2 separate regions of the Mus musculus genome follow, and region 1 is linked to region 2. Evidence: chromatin contacts called from public HiChIP or PLAC-seq data. All regions are on one chromosome and are shown on one strand. Each heading gives the region's core, a stretch centred on a gene start, on an enhancer-like site or on the middle of the called end of the contact. The rest is flanking DNA. Distances are from core to core; before and after follow the strand shown.

Region 1 (6,543 bases), core at 2,316-4,815, 540 kb before region 2:
CCTTGTCATGGTGATAATGGACTAATGTCTGAAACTGTATCTCAAGCTCAGCTAAATGCTTTCTTTTATAAGAGTTAATTTGGTCATGGTGTCTCTTCACAGCAATAGACCAGTGGCTTAGACTCTCATAGACCCTACAGAAACAGAGTGGGTTCTGTTTTGTCCATGCACGCTCTAGGGTTTAGTATATACTTGTTACCAAAGTGAAGAGTACGTTCTTGTATTTTCTCCTGTATGCTCCAGGGAGAAGAGTCAGAGAAGACAGCCATAGAGCTGATGAAAAGCACGGCTTGAGCTTGCTCATTACTGTTAGCTTTGGAAACAATGGCTTGCCCCCTTCTCTAACCCTTTGAAGCAAATGCACACATGTGTTCTCATTGCATGGCTCTAAATGTTTCCATTAAAACGGTATTGGACTGTTTGATGTCTGCAATATTGACCTGGCTTCCGCCAAGACCAGTTCTGTCTTTTTAGTGGGAAAGGGAGCTATTAAGTGCTCATGTGTGACGTTAAAGCTATTATGTCTGAGTTAGCAAATACAAGTTTGGATTCTCTATCGCTCACTCCCTCTTTCTCTCCCTCTTCTCCCCCCTCCCCCTTACTTGTCCTGGTCACTAAGGCTGATATTAGAGACTCTTCCTAATATACCCTGGATGATGGTAGCATGTTGAAAAAAGAAAAGGACAAATCATATCAGCTACCCCTTCAAGAAGATCATAGATCTTATTTGGGAGGAAGGGAACCTTAAGTCAAATTATTGAAGTATGTAGAATATTGAATTTAAGGTTTTGTGACCAACTTTGAGTGATGGGAAGAAGTCAAATTCTTTTTTTTTTCTCCCCCCCCCCTTTTTTTTTTTTTTTTTTTTTTGAGACAGAGTTTTTCAGTGTAGCCCTGGCTGTACTGGAACTCACTCTGTAGACGTTGGCCTTGAACTCAGAAATCAGCCTGCCTCTGCCTCCCAAGTGCTGGGATTAAAGGCATGCACCAATTTTTAAGCAACTTTACAGTTATTTGTGGGGGGGAGGGAAGGGAAGAGAGAGCTCTTCCTCTCCTAGAAATCAGAGGACAACTTCCAGGGGCCAGGTCCCTTTCTTTCATCATGTGGCTAACGATTCAGGTTTGGCAGCTTGTGCCTTATTTTGCTTAGCCATCTTTCCAGCCTGGTAGATGGAATTTTAACATGGTCCCCAAGACTTCCATACTCTACTAGACTCATACTCTCCAGTTGTCTTGTTGAATAAACGTATAAGGGCTACTCCGAAAGGATGATTTTGTAGATAAAATTAAGACCTTAGAGATAGGAATTATCTATTAGATTATTGTGACGAGACCTATCCTATTCTGATGATCTGGAGCCTTCAGAAGGTACTACATATGTCCTGCAGATAAGGATTGACATGGGCTGGAGCATCTCCTTGCTTTTAAAAAGGGAGAGAGTGGACAAGAAAGTCAGGTGTCCTCTGATAGCAGAGACTAGCTTTTAACTGAGGGCAATATGCAAACAGAGACCTAAGGAATTCTGCCACACCATTCCTAGACCGAGACCCATAGCTCCAAAGGACAACACAATTTTAACTATACCTTGTGCAATCCTGGGTGGTAGAGTCAGCCAAATTGTGTCTGTGAGCCAACAGTCAGTGGGTGGTCTTTCCAGTTGCTCTGTTTATGGTAATTGATTACCTTGGTGATAAAAACAAAACGTGTGAATTCTACCGTCTAGTTGTTGGATATGTTGGATGATGGGGGCTGGGGGTGGCAGCGGGTAGTGGTCATCAAGCTAGAAAGGGGCCCAGGAGATGGGGAAAAACAGAGGCTATAAGGGAAGCCATGTGAGCAATACAAGGGCCATTGCTGAGGGTTGAGGATGATAGTGGGGCAGGGGCAGGGCCATGCCGATGGGAGGACAAAGAATCAACCGAGTCTGAGTATGTATGAAAATGCCATATGCAAACCTGTTGCTCTGCATGCCATTTAAATCTTAAAAATTACAGAGACTATAAAGTTCTTCCTTTAAAAGGATCTGTTTACAGTTTCTGTAAGTGCAGAGAGCCGGTCAGTGCCAACCAGGAGGAACTATCAGCGTTGCTTGCCTTGCTCCTTAGGGACCCAGTGAAATGAATAGATAAAAAGGTTTTGTAATTAGTAGATCAACTGTTTATAAATTAATGGGTAGCTCCAAAGTACTACAGGGGACCCAAAATAGTTTCTGCCAAGTGTTTTATCTATTCTTGGAATGGCCTTATTCATGCATTATAATTTGCTTAGCCGTTCGTCCTCCATAGACAGCACAAAGATTAGTTACAACCTCCTCTCCTTTGAATACTGTAGTTTCCTTATTAGTAAAGTCAAACCTGATAACTTTTAAAAACAAACAAACAAACAACGGCAGCAGTTTAAAAACAAAAACCCATTTAGGAACATTATGATGTCTGCAGACATTTTCCTACGGACATAATACTCTTTAAGTCTGTTCACATCCTCATGGCTTCACTCTTGAGGCGTAGGCTCACCCAGCCTCTGGATAGAAGACACCATATTTGGGCAGTCAATAAACCTGCAAATGGTCCCTTGAAAAGGAAGCTACTGATGGATCTGGCTTTTCCATGAATGACAGCATAGCCACAGACAGCAGAGGACCGCTTCCTGGCCCACAGCAAACACCACCCTGCTGTGCAGTCCCTGCATGGGGCTGCCCTCCCAGCAGGGATGTGTGTTTCCCCGGGTGCCTGAGGACTGCAGCTTGGCCTTTTTGTTTACAGGAGAGAGGACAGTGACCTCTGTCTTCCAGCTGCTGTGAATGAAAACAGTGTTGGAGAACCAGAGTGAAGTTTCCACTTTACGAGTCACTGAGGGGGGAGGGGGGAAGGAATGGGCAATCTGGGTGGGGGTGGGGCATATTCTCAACCTTCCCTAGTGAAAGAGTGGGTGGGATAAAGTTCAGACCTTTGGATTAGAACACAGATGATGGGAAAGTGGAAAGAGACTAGTTCTTCAGCAAACTTTCTGGGCAGGCTTTCCATATATTGAGTTTGGAAGAGAAACAGAAAAGGCATACACACAGTTTGTAAGGACTTACTTTTTCAAACAGTGGCATTAATTGTGTACGCTTAGGGATGGGATTCTCCTCTCTCAAGGTCTCTCCCGAAGAGAAACAGCTGCTCATTAGCTAGCTTAGTGTGACTTAAAATCTGGAGGCTGTTCAGCACTGCTGTGTGGCTGTTTCTCAAGTTTTGCTTGGTGGTAACCGTCAAAGAGAAGCTCCTGTCCAGGGTCAGGGAATATGGACGGGGTGGATCCCTCCTGGGTCACCACCTCCTGCCAGGAAGCAAGCTGTGTGGAAGCAAGCAGTGGAAGCTTGCCAAAAAGACATCCTGATCTCGGCACTCCTGGAGCTTGCAAATACCAATTATTTTCAATTGAAAGTTAAATGCATAATTGTATACTGTAACCTTATCATTAGAAATTTGCAACGTTACCGATGACACAGACAGGGTACAGTGATTCAAAAATACCTGGGTTAGTCAGAGAGGCAGTGGTTTTAAGCTCTGACAATTCAAGAAGGTCTCCGAGGTGGTAGCTTTTGAACGGAGACAGAAAATCAGGATGAATCGGCCATGTGAGGAGATGGGGGTAGAGTTGTTCCAAATAGGCTGGATGTAGGCAGATGTAGACCAAGAGGTCAACAGGAACTCTCTGCACATGATCCTTATGACCCTCCTCTTTTCTTCATTCTTCTTGTTTGTTTTTGTTCGTTTGTTTGTTTTTTTAATTTCTTAGATTTATTTTTATTATTTTATGTGTATGAGTGTTTTGACTGCATGTGTGCACCGCTTTCTAGCTTGGTGCACGAGGAAGTGGTGAGCCTCCGTGTAGGTGCCTGGAATCAAACCCTGGTCTTTCTCAACAAGTGCCCCTAAGTGCTGAGCCAACTCTCCATCCCAGATCCACAGGATCTTTCTTCTCTAAGGTTACTTTAGAGCCCAGGTACAAGGGAGACATGGAGGTACAGACTCTGTTTTGCATTTTAAAGAACTGCTTGTTTTATTTGCTTCCACTAACCAGCTTCCTTGGTCCCCCCTCCCTACACTTTCCATCACCCTCTTTCCTTTTGGAGTCTATCAGCCTGTTTGTAGAGATCATGTGATCTTTTTGCATTTTAACCTAATAAAGCAATGTCTTACGGTCAGGGACCAAAAGCTGGGCCTGTCACTTAGAATCCCTTCTACTTGTCCAAGTGGCAAACCTCGGAAGCTTCTCTGCTCTGATATTTTGTCTCCTTGGGTCTTATTATATCTTGCCCTATCTCTATGGCAAGATTGCAGGGAATTATCAAACCTAAAAGCGGTCTATCAGAAGTGCAGTTTCCCCTCTCATACTTACTGTAATGTGTGGATTAGTCATGGAACTGGTTGGTTGGCCACAAACCAGACCTAGCCTTCCCAGTGTCTCTATTTTCTGGAGACAGTCAGTAGAAATATGTCTCAGGAGGTCAGCACTAAGAGTGTGACTCATGTAGCTAAGACTCATCTGTAGATAAACACTTCGGAGCTTCCCTTGCTGTCCCACCACATCCCCAGAGAGAAACAGAACCTTCTTCCTGTCCCACTCCCCTGTCTCACTTTCTCGTATTGAATGTAAGACTTGCATTTACTTAGTTAATGTTTGTATGTGGACACACTTTTTTGTACCGTGAAGTCAGTTTTCTGATGGTCAGAGAACAGTGTTGGGGAGTTCTTTCTGTCTACCTAGTGGGACCGGAGATCAAATGTAGTTTGTTGGCCTTGCTGTCCATGGCCTTTACCTGCTGAGCCATCTCACCAACTCCACGGTGTTTCCTCTCCCTTTCCTTTCTTCTTTTCCTTCCTTCCTTCTTTATCCTTTCCAGAGTTGTAACTTAGAGAGAAACTTTCAGATAAGAAGTACTTTTGCATAGTTAAATACAAACATTGGACTCCTTAATGTATCTCAGCATTTGAAATTAAGATTCCAAAGGGGAGATTTATGGCTGGGGGAGGCTGATGGGGTGGGGGGTAGGGGGGGCTTGTTATTGCTCAGTCTTCATGTTGTAAGCATGTGGAAGAAGGATGTGTGAAATACGAGTATGATGATATGATGGGAGAGCTGCAATGTGGTTGCTTAGACATCACAAGGCGAGGACCGGGACAGACACTCAGACTGACGCTAGGTATGAAGTCAGGTTGGTGGTAGCATTCCCACTCTACATCAGGAAAGAGACTCCTTCATGTCACAGGAAGCAGAAGGCCTGCATTCTGTGGGTCTCTCCAGACAGACCCACATTTCACAGCCCTAGACAATGACTGTGGTGACAGCTCTTTCATGTGAAAGGAAATGAAGGCCAGGGCAGCATGGTGTCTCCATTTACTCCTTGGTTGAATACCCAGGTTGGGGACTAGCACTACTAAGGAAGATCTGCAGTTTCACTGGAGGAGAGAAGCCTAATGGTGGCTGGCTTCCCCCTGAGCCTTCAGGTTTGAAGTATTTTGTGTGTGCACGGCAGAGCACTAGTGTTGGGGGCGGGGGTAGATCTGGGGCTACTTAGATGAACTGCACATTGTTTCTTCCTCTGTGGGTCAAATCCCAAACCAGACAGTGATTTAGGGAAGCTAAAACTGAACTCTGGTTGACAGTGCTTCGTGATACAAGTATTAATCTGCCCTGTCTATGACAGTGTTCATTCCTTTTTATGGAAGTGGGTGGTTGCGGATCTCCATAGCACCTCAACTCATTATTAATACTCACTCTGATTTCATCCCAGAATTTGATAATTCCCTTTTCTACTAACATTAAAATATCACAACAGAGAAAACAAATAACCCTACCTGACTAGGGTGTGTGAAATCCTCTATGAACAGGCACGTGGAGACATACTAGGTAGATGAAAAGTCTGAGGTCTGAGTACTTAATTCTGCTGTTCTGTGTATCTCAATAAAAACACCAAGACCCCAGTGTCAGGGCCGTGCTCCCTCCTCGAGTCAGACCTAGGATACCTATAGCTGGTCCTTACTTCTCTTTTTCTCACCCTTTATTCCCCTGGTTTTTACCCCTTGTCACTACATAGGAGAAAAAGAAGGATAGAGGGAGAGAGAGAGAGATCCCTTAATCTAATTTGTTTCCTTTTGTTTCGTCTTTGAAAGACTGCTAATAAACCACATCTAACCTTCTCTGAATGACCAACAATCACCCCCGCCCGCCCCCCTCCTCCCCCCCCCTCCCGCCTCTGGGGCCCTAGCATTTACATATCCTGTGAGAAGTTCCCAGAATTCCAAATGTCACACCATGACAAAACAACACGCCTGGTAGAGCATGAGGCAAATCATAGTCAGCTGCTGTGGTCAGCCCGAAGCAGCCCTATAACGCACACATGAGGTTAAAACGAAAACATATTCTTATAATATTTCTGTGTTTTTTTAAAGAAACCAAAATTCCAGAACTTTCACAGATACCAGTGCTAACAAGTCATTATTTTTGCTGTCCATTTTGCACTTTCTCCCTTTGATAGGATCTTTTTCCTAAAGCTTA
Region 2 (6,552 bases), core at 3,987-6,486:
AAGAACACATCAAAACAATCATCCATCCTGACCAAGTAGGTTTCATCCCAGGGATGCAGGGATGGTTCAATATACTGAAATCTATCAACATAATCCAGTATACAAACAAACTCAAAGACAAAAACCACATGATCATCTCGTTAGATGCTGAGAAAGCATTTGACAAAATCCAACACCCATTCATGATAAAAGTCTTGGAAAGACCAGGAATTCAAGGCCCATACCAAAACATGATAAAAGCATTCTACAGCAAACCAGTAGCCAACATCAAAGTAAATGGTGAGAAGCTAGAAGCAATCCCACTAAAATCAGGGACTAGACAAGGCTGTCCACTCTCTCCCTACCTATTCAACATTGTACTTGAAGTCCTAGCCAGAGCAATTCGACAACAAAAGGAGATCAAGGGGATACAAATTGGAAAGGAAGAAGTCAAAATATCACTTTTTGCAGATGATATGATAGTATATATAAGTGACCCTAAAAATTCCACCAGAGAACTCCTAAGCCTGATAAACAGCTTCAATGCAGTAGCTGGATATAAAATTAACTCAAACAAGTCAATGGCATTTCTGTACACAAAGGAAAACAGGCTGTGAAAGAAATTAGGGAAACAACACCCTTCTCAATAGTCACAAATAATATAAAATATCTTGGCGTGACTTTAACTAAGGAAGTGAAAGATCTGTATGATAAGAATTTCATGTCTCTGAAGAAAGAAATTAAAGAAGATCTCAGAAGATGGAAAGATCTCCCATGCTCATGGATTGGCAGGATCCATATAGTAAAAATGGCTATCTTACCAAAAGCAATCTACAGATTCAATGCAATCCCCATCAAAATTCCAACTCAATTCTTCACCGAATTAGAAAGGGCAATCGGCAGATTCATCTGGAATAACAAAAAACCTAGGATAGCAAAAACTCTTCTCAAGGATAAAAGAACCTCTGATGGAATCACCATGCCTGACCTAAAGCTGTACTACAGAGCAATTGTGATCAAAACTGCATGGTACTGGTATAGTGACAGACAAGTAGACCAATGGAACAGAACTGAAGACCCAGAGATGAACCCACACACCTATGGTCACTTGATCTTTGACAAGGGAGCTAAAACTATCCAGTGGAAAAAAAGACAGCATTTTCAACAAATGGTGCTGGCACAACTGGCTGTTATCAGTAGATAGTGGCTGTAGAAGATTGCGAATTGATCCATTTCTATCTCCTTGTACTAAGGTCAAATCTAAGTGGATTAAGGAACTTCACATAAAACCAGAGACACTGAAACTTATAGAGGAGAAAGTAGGGAAAAGCCTAGAAGATATGGGTACAGGGGAAAAATTCCTTAATAGAACAGCAATGGCTTGTGCTGTAAGATCGAGAATAGATAAATGGGACCTCATAAAACTGCAAAGCTTCTGCAAGGCAAAAGACACCGTCAATAAGACAAAAAGACCACCAACAGGTTGGGAAAGGATCTTTACCTATCCCAAATTGGATAGGGGACTAATATACAACATATATAAAGAACTCAAGAAGGTGGACTCCATAAAATCAAATAACCCCATTTAAAAATGGGGCTCAGAACTGAACAAAGAATTCTCACCTGAAGAATACCAAATGGCAGAGAAGCACCTGAAAAAAATGTTCAACATCCTTAATCATCAGGGAAATGCAAATCAAAACAACCCTGGGATTCCACCTCACACCAGTCAGAATGGCTAAGATAAAAAATTCAGGTGACAGCAAATGCTGGCGTGGATGTGGAGAAAGAGGAACACTCCTCCATTGTTGGTGGGATTGCAAGCTTGTACAACCACTCTGGAAATCAGTCTGGCGGTTCCTCAGAAAATTGGACATAGTACTACCTGAGAATCCTGCAACACCTCTCCTGGGCATATATCCAGAAGATGTCCCAACCGGTAAGAAGGACACATGCTCCACTATGTTCATAGCAGCCTTATTTATAATAGCCAGAAGCTGGAAAGAATCCAGATGCCCCTCAACCGAGGAGTGGATACAGAAAATGTGCTACATTTACACAATGGAGTATTACTCAGCTATGAAAAAGAATAAATTTATGAAATTCCTAAGCAAATGGATGGACCTGGAGGGCATCATCCTGAGTGAGGTAACACATTCACAAAGGAACTCACACAATATGTACTCACTGATAAGTGGATATTAGCCCAAAAACTTAGGATACCCAAGAATTAAGATACAATTTGCTAAACGCATGAAACTCAAGAAGAACGAAGACCAAAGTGTGGACACTTTGCCCCTTCTTAGAATTGGGAACAAAAGACCCATGGAAGGAGTTACAGAGACAAAATTTGGAGCTGTGACAAAAGGATGGACCATCTAGTGATTGCCATATCCAGGGATCCATCCCATAATCATCTTCCAAATGCTGACACCATTGCATACACTAGCAAGATTTTGCTGAAAGGACCCAGATATAGCTGTCTCTTGTGAGACTATGCCAGGGCCTAGCAAACACAGAAGTGGATGCTCACAGTCAGCTATTGGATGGATCACAGGGCTCCCAATGGAGGAGGTAGAGAAAGCACCCAAGGAAGTAAAAGGAACTGCAACCCTATAGGTGGAACAACAATATGAACTAACCAGTACCCCGGAGCTCTTGACTCTAGCTGCATATGTATCAAAAGATGGCCTAGTCGGCCATCACTGCAAAGAAAGGCCCATTGGACTTGCAAACTTTATATGCCCCACTACAGGGGAACGCCATGGGCAAAAAGGGGGAGTGGGTGGGTAGGGGAGTTGGGGGTGGGTATGGGGGACTTTTGGGATAGCATTGGAAATGTAAATGAGGAAAATACCTAATTAATAAAAACGTTTAAAAAAGTAAGGTACTTATACATATAGATAAAAGATATATGGTAAAAAAAATAACATTATAATACAACATCAGAAATTTTTTAAAATATTTTTTATTATTATGTATTTTCCTCAATTATATTTAGAATGCTATCCCAAAAGTCCCCCATACCCTTTTTAGATCAATTTCCCCATTGAGTGGATATGCAGCAATTATTGATGAAAAACTCAATAAGATAATTTAACAGTACATGAAAAAAATCATACATCGTGTTCAATCTAGAATAAAAGAAATGCAAGGATAGTTCAGCTTCCTCAAATCATTAAGAGTTCTATGGCACATAAGTAAACCCAAGAACAGAAATAGCATTATTATCTCAAAGGGCCTTTGACAAAGTTCTTTATTGATCTTTTCTAAAAGCCCTGAAATATTAAGAATAGAAGGGATATATCTTAATATAATAGAGGCTACACTTTGACAAGCCTAAAGCCAGTACATACTAAAAGAGAAACTGAGAGCATTTCCTCCACAATCAGGATCGAGCTAAACTGTCCATCCTTTCATGGTTATTCCATATAGAGCTTGAGATCTTAGCTAGGGCAAAAAAAGATGAGTAAAAGAATAAAGGGGATACACACAGAAAAGAAAGAAAATTATGCTCATTGAAGATTATAAGACTTTATAGTTTAAAGTATGAAGGGACTCTCCCCCCCCCCCAAAAAAAAAACAAAACAAAACAAAAAAAAACCTCATAGGTCTGATAAACACTTAAGCAAAGTAGCACCATATAAAACTAAATGCCCAAATCAGTATATTTGCTACATAAAAGTAATCAGCAATGGACTTTCTATGAAAGAAATCAAGAAAAATGCCCCTAATAAAACAAGTTTTTAGTAAAAAATAAAAATACCCCCAGTAGTTTAATAATGCTGAGGTCTAACCATAACCAAAAGGTGACAGATTTCTGTATAGAAAACATTGAAAGACTGAATAAATAAATTTAAAAGGATGCTGAAAGATGAGGCTTCCCATCCTCATGGATTGAAATTAATACCATAAAAGTGACTATATCTAAAAAAGAAAATATACAGGCTCATTGTAATTCCCATATAAATGCTAATGACATTTTCAAAGAAAGAAAGAAACAGAAACTCTAAAAAATCATATGTCAGTAATATATCAACCATACTCTTGGATAGACCTCATGAGTACTTGGCTAACAGAAAACAGACTCCATTGTTTTTGTGTGCTTTTGTTTTGTTTTTCTCATTATTTTGTTTGTTTGCTTGTTTTGTTTCGTTGTGTGTATGTTGTTTTTTTTTTTTCCCCAAGAGAAAAAAAAAAATGAAGTCAGGCGGATATGGAGGGTAAGCATTTGGGAGAAATTGGGAAAAGAGCAAGAATATAATTGAAATATATTGTATGAAAAAAATAAAAATAAAGATAATTTTAAAAAATGGTCAGTAAAGCTAGGGAAAAAGAGCAGTGTTGAAATTTCACAAATCCTAATGTTACCCTCCAGTGCAGTAGCACAATAGCAAACCCTTTCCAGTTCTGCCACAACACAGGCAAAATAGAAAGAATGGACAGAACAGGCTAGAACAAAACGAAATAGAAAAGAGGGCATAAACATAACTCCACATGGCTGAATGTTAACACAGTTGCCAAAAATATACATTAGAAAAGAGACACCCTCTTCAACAAATGGTGATTAAGAAACTGGATATCGAATAATGAAACTGCATCTCTGTCTCTCATGTTTTACTAACTTCATTTCAAAATGAATCCAAGGACTTAATTAAAAAAAAAAAAAGCCCAAAACCGGAAGTATGTGCCTTTTAAAGGGAAAAAATCTCTTCAACATAATTGTTTAAGCCAGGATTTCCTTAAAAGGCCTCCACTGTCTTAAGAACTAATTGGAAAATCATAGACAAATGGATCTCTATGAAATTTGAAAGTCTTAGAAGAACAAAGAGCAAGTATGAGAATGGAGAGACCACCGAGTATGTGAAAAATCAACCATACATCTGACAGAAGAGCAATATCTATAAAGAATTAAAAAAATAATCACTAGAATAAAAGAATTTTACCCAATCAATAAATCTTCAATTTAATTTAATATACAACTCTCAAGAGAATTGCTTGAAACCCAAAACTCAATTTCATTCAAATCAGAATGGCTACCATTTAGAACACAAAACAGCAACTGCTGGCAAGGATGAGAGACTAGAAATGGAACCCCTATACACTGCACATGGGAATGTAAACTTGTATAACTGTGGTAGAAATTGGTCTGGTCTCCTCAGAACAAACAAAATAAAACTCAAAGTGAAATTACAGTACAATCTATCTATGCCACATTTGGTATGTGTGGTGATTTTGAATATGAATAATCCCAGTGGGCTCATATTTGAATGCTGAGTCATCAGGCAGTGAATAGGAGCCTTGTTGGAGAAAGTGTATCATTGGAAATAGATATTGAGGTTTCAAAAACCAGAGCCAGGTCCAGTGGCTCTCTCTTCCTGCTGTCTGTGGATCTGAATGTAGATCTCCCAGTGATTATCCAGGACTATGTCTGCCTGTGTGCCACCATGTTCTCTACCATGATGATAGTGGACTGAACATCGGAAACTGTAATCCAGACCCACCTAAATGCTTTCTCTTATAAGATTTGCTTTGGTCATAGAGTCTCTTCACAGAAATAGAACATTAAGGCAGTTTGTATCCAAGGGAATTTATTCAGTATACTAAATAAGGCTTGCACAGCCATGCTCAGTGCACCACTATTTACAAAAGCCAAGATATAGCATCAACCAAGATGTCAATCAATAGATGAATATACAAAGAAACTGAGATATCTATCTATATATCTATTTATCTATCTATCTACCTATCTATCATCTATCTATAATCTATCTACCATCTACCTATCTGTTGATACATCATCTCTGCTTATGTGAGATGAAAGCAAAAAGAGGACTATTCAGAGGAGAGGGACTGGTAGGCATCAAAGTAGGGGCACAAGGGAGTGAATGTGAGCAATATATAATGATACACACACTTGGAAATGTCATGTTAATCCTACTATGTTACATGCTGATCAAAAGTATAATAAAAAGAAGAAACAAAAAGGATTTCTCAGTAAGCACAAAGGGTGTGGTTAGCTGACAGTCTTTAATAGTCTTCATTATGAGGTATATCACCTCTTGTCTTAGTGCTGTGAACAGGCACTATGACCAAGGCAGATCTTATAAGGACAACATTTAATTGGGACTTGCTTACAGGTTCAGAGGTTCAGTCCATTATCATCAAGGTGGGAACATGGCAGCATCCAGGTAGTCATAGTCAAGAGGGAGCTTAGAGGTCTACATCTTCATATGAAGGCTGCTAAAAGAATACTAACTTCCAGGCAGCTAGGATGAGAGTCTTATAACCCACACCCACAGTGACACACTTACTCCAATAGGGTCACACCTTCTAATTGTGCCACTCCTTGGGCCAAGCATATACAAACCAGCACACCTCTTTAATAAAGTTTACATAGTTTTCAGACAATCTCCTGACCGATATCTATGTATGGTGTTGGCATAGTCTGTCCATATTCATTATCACAACACTCCTTAAATGAGTGATCTTTGCTCCAGATATGGACATTGGACTGAAAATTTTGCAAGCATCTCTTTCTTAGTCTAGTGGGTCCCCTGATTGCAACTAGTT

What was found. HiChIP or PLAC-seq counts read pairs in DNA pulled down with a chosen protein or histone mark.
Region 1: a contact with region 2 is called in a CTCF HiChIP or PLAC-seq map of the NIH/3T3 cell line, with 6 read pairs. The contact joins two enhancer-like sites.

What each region holds. Positions count from the first base shown.
Region 1 is chr15:53,220,538-53,227,080 of GRCm38.p6, reverse strand. All of the region lies in intron 1 of Ext1 (exostosin glycosyltransferase 1), which reads left to right. Among named protein-coding and RNA genes, the nearest start is that of Ext1, 120 kb to the left of the region's middle. Within about 2 kb of position 3,565, at least 131 of the 459 cell types and tissues checked have an H3K27ac peak or open chromatin away from gene starts, as enhancers often do. A contact at or near this core is called in the NIH/3T3 cell line, where this site is marked.
Region 2 is chr15:52,680,210-52,686,761 of GRCm38.p6, reverse strand. No RefSeq gene overlaps it. Among named protein-coding and RNA genes, the nearest start is that of Med30, 29 kb to the left of the region's middle. Within about 2 kb of position 5,236, at least 9 of the 459 cell types and tissues checked have an H3K27ac peak or open chromatin away from gene starts, as enhancers often do. A contact at or near this core is called in the NIH/3T3 cell line, where this site is marked.